Regions from separate parts of the Mus musculus genome. Here region 2 is linked to region 1. Evidence: chromatin contacts called from public HiChIP or PLAC-seq data. All regions are on one chromosome and are shown on one strand. Each heading gives the region's core, a stretch centred on a gene start, on an enhancer-like site or on the middle of the called end of the contact. The rest is flanking DNA. Distances are from core to core; before and after follow the strand shown. Region 1 has its middle 310 kb from the start of Gm22789. Region 2 has its middle 540 kb from the start of Gm30770.

Evidence for each region. HiChIP or PLAC-seq counts read pairs in DNA pulled down with a chosen protein or histone mark.
Region 2: an H3K27ac HiChIP or PLAC-seq map of embryonic stem cells shows a contact between it and region 1, with 4 times the contacts expected there. The contact joins two enhancer-like sites. A contact is called at or near these places in 2 of 484 Hi-C or Micro-C datasets (the G1E-ER4 cell line and embryonic stem cells) and 6 of 115 datasets of contacts at active chromatin or transcription factors (all in embryonic stem cells).

What each region holds. Positions count from the first base shown.
Region 1 is chr11:13,003,651-13,007,786 of GRCm38.p6, reverse strand. No RefSeq gene overlaps it. Among named protein-coding and RNA genes, the nearest start is that of Gm22789, 310 kb to the right of the region's middle. Within about 2 kb of position 2,351, at least 14 of the 459 cell types and tissues checked have an H3K27ac peak or open chromatin away from gene starts, as enhancers often do. A contact at or near this core is called in embryonic stem cells, where this site is marked.
Region 2 is chr11:13,415,732-13,419,867 of GRCm38.p6, reverse strand. No RefSeq gene overlaps it. Among named protein-coding and RNA genes, the nearest start is that of Gm30770, 540 kb to the left of the region's middle. Within about 2 kb of position 1,852, at least 9 of the 459 cell types and tissues checked have an H3K27ac peak or open chromatin away from gene starts, as enhancers often do. A contact at or near this core is called in embryonic stem cells, where this site is marked.

The DNA of each region.
Region 1 (4,136 bases), core at 1,102-3,601:
TTAAGAACCTGACAAAGTGTCTGTTCGTTGTTCAAAAGAGCAATTAAATTGGTTATTACAGAATATTAATATTCGATCTATTGCATAGCATCATTTTAAATAAAATTGACAATCATTATTCCAAAGATAAGTTAAAAATTGTTCTTATGCATGCTTCTGTCTCTTCTATAAATTCATGCCTGCATGCATACCAATTACTGTGTTTAAAAACAGCCCTTTTATGGGAGAAAACTATATATGAATTGGATCACAGGCTTATTCTTTTGAGCTTCCCCCTGCTTCAACACAGATAATTAAATTGTGTGCTGTAGATGGTGTTTTAAAATGTTGAATAATCAAGCACATTATTTTAACCATACTTTTATTTTAAGAATTTTGAAATTTGGATGCCAAAGAACTTAATAAATGCCTTATAGTATCTTAAAAACTAGACATACTCATGTCTAGGTGAGATGAAAAGGATCTACTTATTGGCATAAGGCTTGGTCCTGAACAGCTAGCTACCTTATTGGGAAAGGGAAAAGCATAGGTTCTCTTCACAGAATGCTGCATGACAGCTAATTTGTGTGACAAGCTAACAGGTGAGTTCGCTGATTGCCCTGACTGTAGTGACAAGAAAGCTGAATTGGGTATATGTTTTTGACCCACCCTTGTTTGCTATTTTCCCAGTTTGGACAAGCTAAGCTGCCTTGCTTCAAGGTTTTAAACCTTATGGGACATAGAACATTATAGACCGTGTAATCTGACTTAGAAATATTAGTCACAAGAAAGAGTTATAGTGATTTTTCTCCTTCCCTCATTGTGACCAGTTATTCTAACTCAATCTTGGACTGGTCTAGTAATAATTCCAGTATTAGAGAATCCTAGGAAAGATAGCTAAAATCTTAATTACCTAGCAAAGTTAATTTGGAGCACAGCCTCCTCTCCCAGAATGTTACAGTCTTTCTGCAATTCTCAAAGCCACCTCTCCCACACTGGGAGCTCTAAGTCTAATCTTGATCTTTGCTATTTTGCAATTGAAGGGAGTCCCTGGACTTCCCCAAAGAAGCCTTTGTACTGTTGCTTTTCACTGTCTCAACTTTGTTTTTCAAGCAGGTCAGTCAATGCCCTTCAACCTGACTGCAGCAGGTGTGCATCCTTGCCTCCAACAGCACAGGTGGCAGTTATTAATCTTCACTGAAGAAGCATTTTAAGTACATATTGTGGCTTTTGGTCTGATTTGGGAATAAGGTTTGCTATGAGGGCCGGACAGTCTAAGATGGGCACCCAGATCTCAGAATCATATCAATCTAGACAGAGGTGCATGCCAAGAGGCCTAGGTTTATTAATAATACACCAGAGAGCCATGAAAATAATTGGAGACAAAGGTTAATGTCTTAGAAGTAGTAGTCTTAACAATAGGGCAGGACATAGCATATATTAAGGCTAGAAAGGCAGAAATTTCAGATATTAGCAATAGTCACTTGGACACTTGGAACATTGATGAATTGGCCAGAGATTTAAAAAAATAACCTAAGTGCATTGAATCCCTTAGATTGAGTTTAATATATATTCCTACTTGCTATTATTATGGCACTATTTTATTAGTAAATCATGTTTCCACTCATCTTTAGAGCACTCCTGAGATCTGTAGCTACGACAAGGCGGGACATTCTGGAACTTTGGCAGAAATATAAGAAAGGGGGAGAGTGCCATGCACACTCCAGTGAAGTTTGCTTGGCAGGCCTAGAGGCCTGGGAGCACTCACGAGGCAGAGTTTCACGGAAACTCACCTCCTGGAACTTTGGCGTTCTCATACTCATACCCTTTCCCCTCGTTAGTCTGGTGTATGGATCCATGTGCTCTCTTTTAGTATCATCTTATTATAAGTGCCTTTTAAGATTGAATTCTGACATAGCTAAGCCTTTGCCAGCGTTCCAACATCCTAGAAAGACCTTGAAGTGGACAAACTTAGAATTCAGTAGGAATTCAGTAAGGAAGTTACCTATTCAGTAACTAATTAAGCATTACAAAGGACCAAGCTGGAATAGCTCAGGCTATTCTGCAGAGTGTTTATTTGAGGCAGTAACCAGTCTTACCCAAACACAATGGCCTAGCGAATAGGTGGGTTTACCATGAGAAAAGTTAGGGAATCCCACTGAGAGTGTTTTCTTCACTAGGCCCAAAGAAATCAGGCAGAACTGTAGAGTTTAAATAAGTTTTATGCCTCAGTCCAGCTTTTTTTTAAATATTAATAACAGGGAAGAAATTGTAACCTCCCCCAAGCCTGAAGACCTTGACTTGGCTGCCACTAAGGAGATTACCTAGGGTGGAGCCTGCCTTTCTAGATCACTCTATTGTTCAGCCACTGTCACTGTTTCTCTTCAAGATAGTGCTACCTGCTGGGAGGCTGCTGAACTATTCCTGACACTACACCCTATCCTGCATGTGGTCACATGCAGCTGGGCTCCAAGGATGAGTTTGCAGGAATGGGCTTCCCCTCTCCTTTATAAGCGCATTCACCATTAAACATTTGATCCTTGATCAGGAAGTTTGTCTTGGCTCCATTTCTCTCTTGTCTGCCTAGTTCCCCTCTCTTTTCATCTCCGGGTTGCCTCCCAGGTGAAATCCCGTTTCTTGTGAGCTGCAGGTCGGTTTCCAACATGTGTGTGTGTGTGTGTGTGTGTGTGTGTGTGTGTGTCTGTGTGTCTGTGTGTGTCTGTGTGTGTGTGTGTGTGAGAGAGAGAGAGAGAGAGAGAGAGAAGAGAGAGAAAATGTATTAATAAAAATAAAAGAAAGAGACCATTAATTAAAAAAAAAAACAACTGGGGAATGGGAGAAGGGTTGGAAGACAGAAATGTAAGGGAGAAAAGTAATGTTTTATTTTAATTTAAAATACGTTCAAAATAAAAATAGAAACATAACTATCTTCATTCAACAAAGCATTGAACAATTATGCATAATGTATTTTTCTGGAGAAGCTAGCTTTTCTCAAGAACAAAGAGAAACATCCCATTCCTGGCAATATATATGCTGGGGGGAATCAGCCATGGAGTAATTACATGCATGATATGTACTCATTGATAAGTGGTTATTATCCAAAAATACAGAATACCCATGACACACCCTACAGAGCCAAAGAAGCTAAATAAGAAGGAAGGCCAAAGTAAGGATGCTTGAATCCCACTTAGAAGGGGGAACAAAATGATCATAGGAGGCGGCAGATGGAAAGAGGTAACTGGGTGGGAAAGGAGAGGAGGAGGGGAATAGTGCAATAGGATCAGTTATGAGTGGAGTTAGGAGAGAGGCAAAGAGGCCTAGGAGAATGAATGGAAAGATGTTGCTATCAGTGATGCAGATCTCTGGACATCCCAGACACCTGAGATGGGGGAGGCTCCCAGGAGTCAATGGGGGTGACCTTAATTGAAATATCCAACAGTGGAGATATGGAACCTGAAGAGACTACCTCCAGTAGTTAGACAGGACCTCCAGTGGAGGAAAGGGGATACAAAACTTTTGACCCCAAATTGTTCCTGTCTAAATAAAATGCAGGGGAAAAGATGGAGCAAAGACTGAAGGAATAGCCAACCGGTGACTGACCCAACTTGAGACCCATACCATGAGCAAGAACTAATTCCTAATATTATTAGTGATAGCATGTTGGGATTGCAGACAGGAGCCTAGCATAGCTGTCCTCTGAGAGACTCTACACAGTAACTGACTGAGTCAGATGCAAACAATCAATCTTTGGACAGAGGTCAGGGACCCCTATGGAAGAGTTAGGGGAAGGATTGAAGGCTCTGAAGGTGATGGCAATCACACAGGAGAACCAAATGTCAACTAACCTACTTCCCTGGGAACTCCCAGAGGCTGAGCTACCTATCAACCAAAGAGCATAGAGATGGCTGCCTTGCCCCATCTCAGTGGGAGAGGATGCACCTAATCTTGCAGTGATTCATTGGATCAGGGTGGGGAGATGCAGTGTGTACTGTCTCAGAGGCAAGGGAATGGGAAATGAGGGAGGAACGCTCTGAGAGGGAACTAGGAGGGGAACAGTATTTGGGATGAAATTACATAAATTAAAGTAAAAGGAAAAACAAAAAGAAAGAGAGAAAGTAAATAACTCTGAGGAGTAACGAAGAAAGAAAAGACTGGAC
Region 2 (4,136 bases), core at 603-3,102, 410 kb before region 1:
TTACTATGTTTCTCTAAGTAACTCCAATAAAAACTCACTAGTTAATCATACCTGATATTGCTGTAAGAGTTTGTTTGTTTTTGATCTGTCTTTGATGCTCTTTCTGGGGCTAGTAGGCTCTTGCTCATATCTCCCCAGAAAGTGTCACATAATACTAAACAACTTGGGAAAATTAAATGAAAAGTAAATGAACATGTGCTATGTCTAGACCACTGTAATCTGTGATCATTTTAATTTTTTTTCCTATGGGTCGAACTCACCTAATTTAGGAAAGAATCCATAAATACCAAGAAGGAAGCTCTTCAATAACTAAGCACAGAAAAACACCCACAAGATGAAAAATACCAATGAAATTCCCACTTATGAGTGCTTAATGGCCCCAGAAATATTTAACTTCATTATCTTCTATTCCAGAACCAGGAACTATGAGCGATACCATCTTCCTATCTGTTTCACCAGTAAGAAATGTGAGCACACAAGTTAGCTGAGTTAAAACTTGTTATATATAATTAACTCCAAGCACAATTTTAAAATCACATACTCACTTATTCCACGAATAGCCAAGGAAGGCCGGGTTTCACTGAATTTTCAATCCAAAGAGAGTCTAAGTCTAGTTAATGCTCAAGCATCTAGGTCATTTAGAGGAAAGAATTTACAGAGGTTAAGGAGCCTGCATAATGCCCATTGAGTGTAGACATGTAAGTCTTAAAGCAAATCCATAAAGCAGGTGTGTCAACCCAAGGAAGAGTCAGTTCTTACCTTGCTAGCATGTTAGTTGCAAGCTTTGCCTGCAGTGTTCATAGCTCTGTAACCATAGTCCTTTGTGGATAGTAAGCTGATTTTCTCTTCTATAATTCCTGTCAAGAAATGCTCAGGGACCACCTGACCTAGTCCTCCTTCTTAAAGCTGGAAGAAGAGAACAGAGTACATCATAACTGCCTGAAACAAAGACAGAGCACCTGTGGTCAGTCTTTTCCTGAGAGACTTTTCCTCCTCTGTGATTTAACTTTCTTGGTACCCAGGCACTGACGCTACATCAGATAGGGGCCAGGTTCAGTGTTCCACACAACTGAGAAAGTGGCTGTCCTAAAAAGAACCTTTTTCTATTTCTGTAGTATCTGAGGTTAGACCCCAGGGCCTTGTGCATTCCAGGCAGGTATGCTATCACTTTGCTACATTTTCAGTGCCCAAAGCTTTTCTAAATCATTTTTTAAAAGATTTACATATATTAGTGATTCTGTGTGAGGGCAAGTGGCCAAGGTTCCCAGAGGAGGGCAGCAGACCCACTGATCTTGGGTTCTATGAGTTATGAGCTGTGCTGAGTGGTTGCTGTGAACAGAATGTAGACACTGTGGAAGAGTAGACCAATTGTTCATCTCTAAGGCAGTGGTTCTCAGCATTCCTAATGCTCTGATCCTTTAATACAGTTCGTCATGTTGTAGTAATCCCAAACCATAAAATTATTTTGTTGCTACTTCCATAACTGCAATTTTGCTCCTCTCATAAATCAGTTGCTACCCACAGGTTGAAAAGCACTACCATAAGCCATCTCTTAAGCTACTTCATAAGATAATTTTTAAAAAAATATACTTCTACTTTAAAAGCAAAGTTCCTTAATTTTGCTAAAAGGTTTGTATTTTAGTTTTTCATTTAGTTTGTGACTGTTGTTTGTTCCTGCCTTTCCCACCCACAAGTGGGGCTGTCTGATGTAACCTCCCCCCACAGCCTGAAGCAGGCTGAGCCAGACCTTGACTTTGTTGTCACTAAGGAGATTACCTAGGGTGGAGCCTGCCTCCCAGGATCACTTTATTGTTCTGCCATTGCCGCTGCTGCTACCTGCTGGGAGTTGGCCTAGCTGTTCCAGAGCCTACATGTGGTCACCTGCAGCTGGGCTCCAAGGATGACTTGGCTAGAATGGGCTCTCCCCTCTCCTTTATAAAGTGTGTCCGACATTAAAAATTGAATCTTGAGCAGACTAGTTGTCTTGGTTCCATTATTTCTCAAACCGCCTAGATCCCCTCTTTTCTTCCAGTTCCAAGATGCCTTCCAGGCTCGAACCTGGACATGAGAGCAGCAGGCCGGCCCCAACAGTCTGAATCTATCCTTTCCTGAGAACATGAAATTAAAAATAGGATGACTCCTGATATGAGAGCAAGAGAGCTAGATGTGGAGCTAGAGAGGGGAGGAAAGACAGAAGAGTGTCTTGGGGTGGGGGTGGATTGCCTGTGCTGATCTTAACACTGGCTTGAGGCACTGAGCATGTAGCACTCATTTGCTTTTATCAACAGAACAAGCCTCCACTGATCATAGAGACCCAAGGATCTCCTTAGATTTGTCCATCTAAGTGGACATGATGGAATCTACACTTTTAGTTAGGAAGGGAAGCATGGAAGTTTCAATGGTCTCATCCTTCACTATACTTCCTCTGCTTTGGGGAAGGTATATAATATGATATTTTTATTTTTTGCCTTTTAAAATTATGATTATCTGTTCAATTTTATCAAATAATTTTTCCACATCCATTGAGCTTACCAAATTTTTTCTTGTTGATTTGACTAGTACATATTTTAAAGCATCTATGTGCTAAAACATTTCACTCACCTTAAATTTTTAGACAAATAGAGCAGAGTAATGAGTTGTAAGTTTTTTGTACATTTTCTCAGCTTGTTCATGTTTTCTTAATGGAATGTTGGTCCCCTGACTTTTGGCAAAAATCATCTCATTTGAACATTCTTTGAAACCCACTCAATGGCCTGAATAAAAAACTGAATGTGTCAAATGCACAGAACAAGATATAAGATGCCTGATTCCTGAGAGTGCCAACCCGACCCACCAAATAATAGGCATGAGTAAATGGAAGTGAGAGTGTGGATTACTTAATCAAATCCTTTCTGATCATTCTTTCTAATAATCTCCATAGATAGAAATGGAGAGTCATTCCTGTATCATTTTCTGCTATAGAAAATGTAAGCTTTATAGTTCATGAACATAAAGGATGACTTTCATTATATTCTCATGATCTGTCAAGATCTGCCTTCCAATTCAGCACAGAAACTTTGGTTCTATTAGTCTGCACATATCCAAGAGCCAGAGTCATAGACTTGAGTTTTTCACTTTCAAGTGTCTCTCCAAAGTATATCAGTTGATGAAGTAAAATACCACATTCAGTGACTTGCAAATACCAAGCAGAATGTTACAGAGAAATCAACTGAAATGCAGGCATTACTGACAGGCTCTCTGAGGCTGGAAATAGAAAGTTAATAAAAGCACAGCGGAGGGTGGTCTGCTGTGCTCTTTGTTTTATTGTTTCCAATTGGAGCATAGTTTGTGCAGTTTCAGTAAAGTATCATGCAGCTTCCATTATAAATTCCAATTCACATGAATTTACACCACACCTCTGAGAGTTCAAGATGGGCTCCAATTTCCACAGCAGCGTTAGCCTGGGAGCAGGGTTTAAAATGCTGCCTTTTTCTTATAGATTTCAAAAGAGAGGAAATATACAATAGTAGTTTCTTTGACTAAATGTCTTTTTTTTTTCTGAAAAAAAATACATGCCTGTATCTGAAAATATATGCCAGTATATTTAGTGCTGGATCATAAGTCATGGCTGAGTATGTGTCCTCCAGGACCCTGGACTATGATGTCACAATAATGGCTCAAAGAATAAGAAACATGCCTCAAAAATCTATCAAGAGAAAGAGTATGCATTCAATCCATCAGACTACCCGCATGTAAAAAGTAAGATAAGGTGGCATAATTATAGATAGTACACTGAAGTTTCTTTATTCTTTTTCAATGTTTTTAGTTAATATATAAAACAGCAGTTTCATTATAACGTTTCCATACACATTTGTAATTGTACTTTGCTCATATATGGCCCCTCATTACTTTACCTTGTCCATTCTACTCTCTTCAAAATTTCCCTTCCATATTTATACTGTATATCATACAAATATATACATATGTATATATTTGTATGTATACATTCAAGCTATACTGCAGGAAAATATACATATGTCTTCCTTTTTTCTCTGTTATTGTTTGATCCTTACATCTTCTCTATCAAAGTCCCCCTCTCTTTTTATATCACATGCAAAATGTACTTATTTTTATTTCTTAGGCTGGATTATGTCACT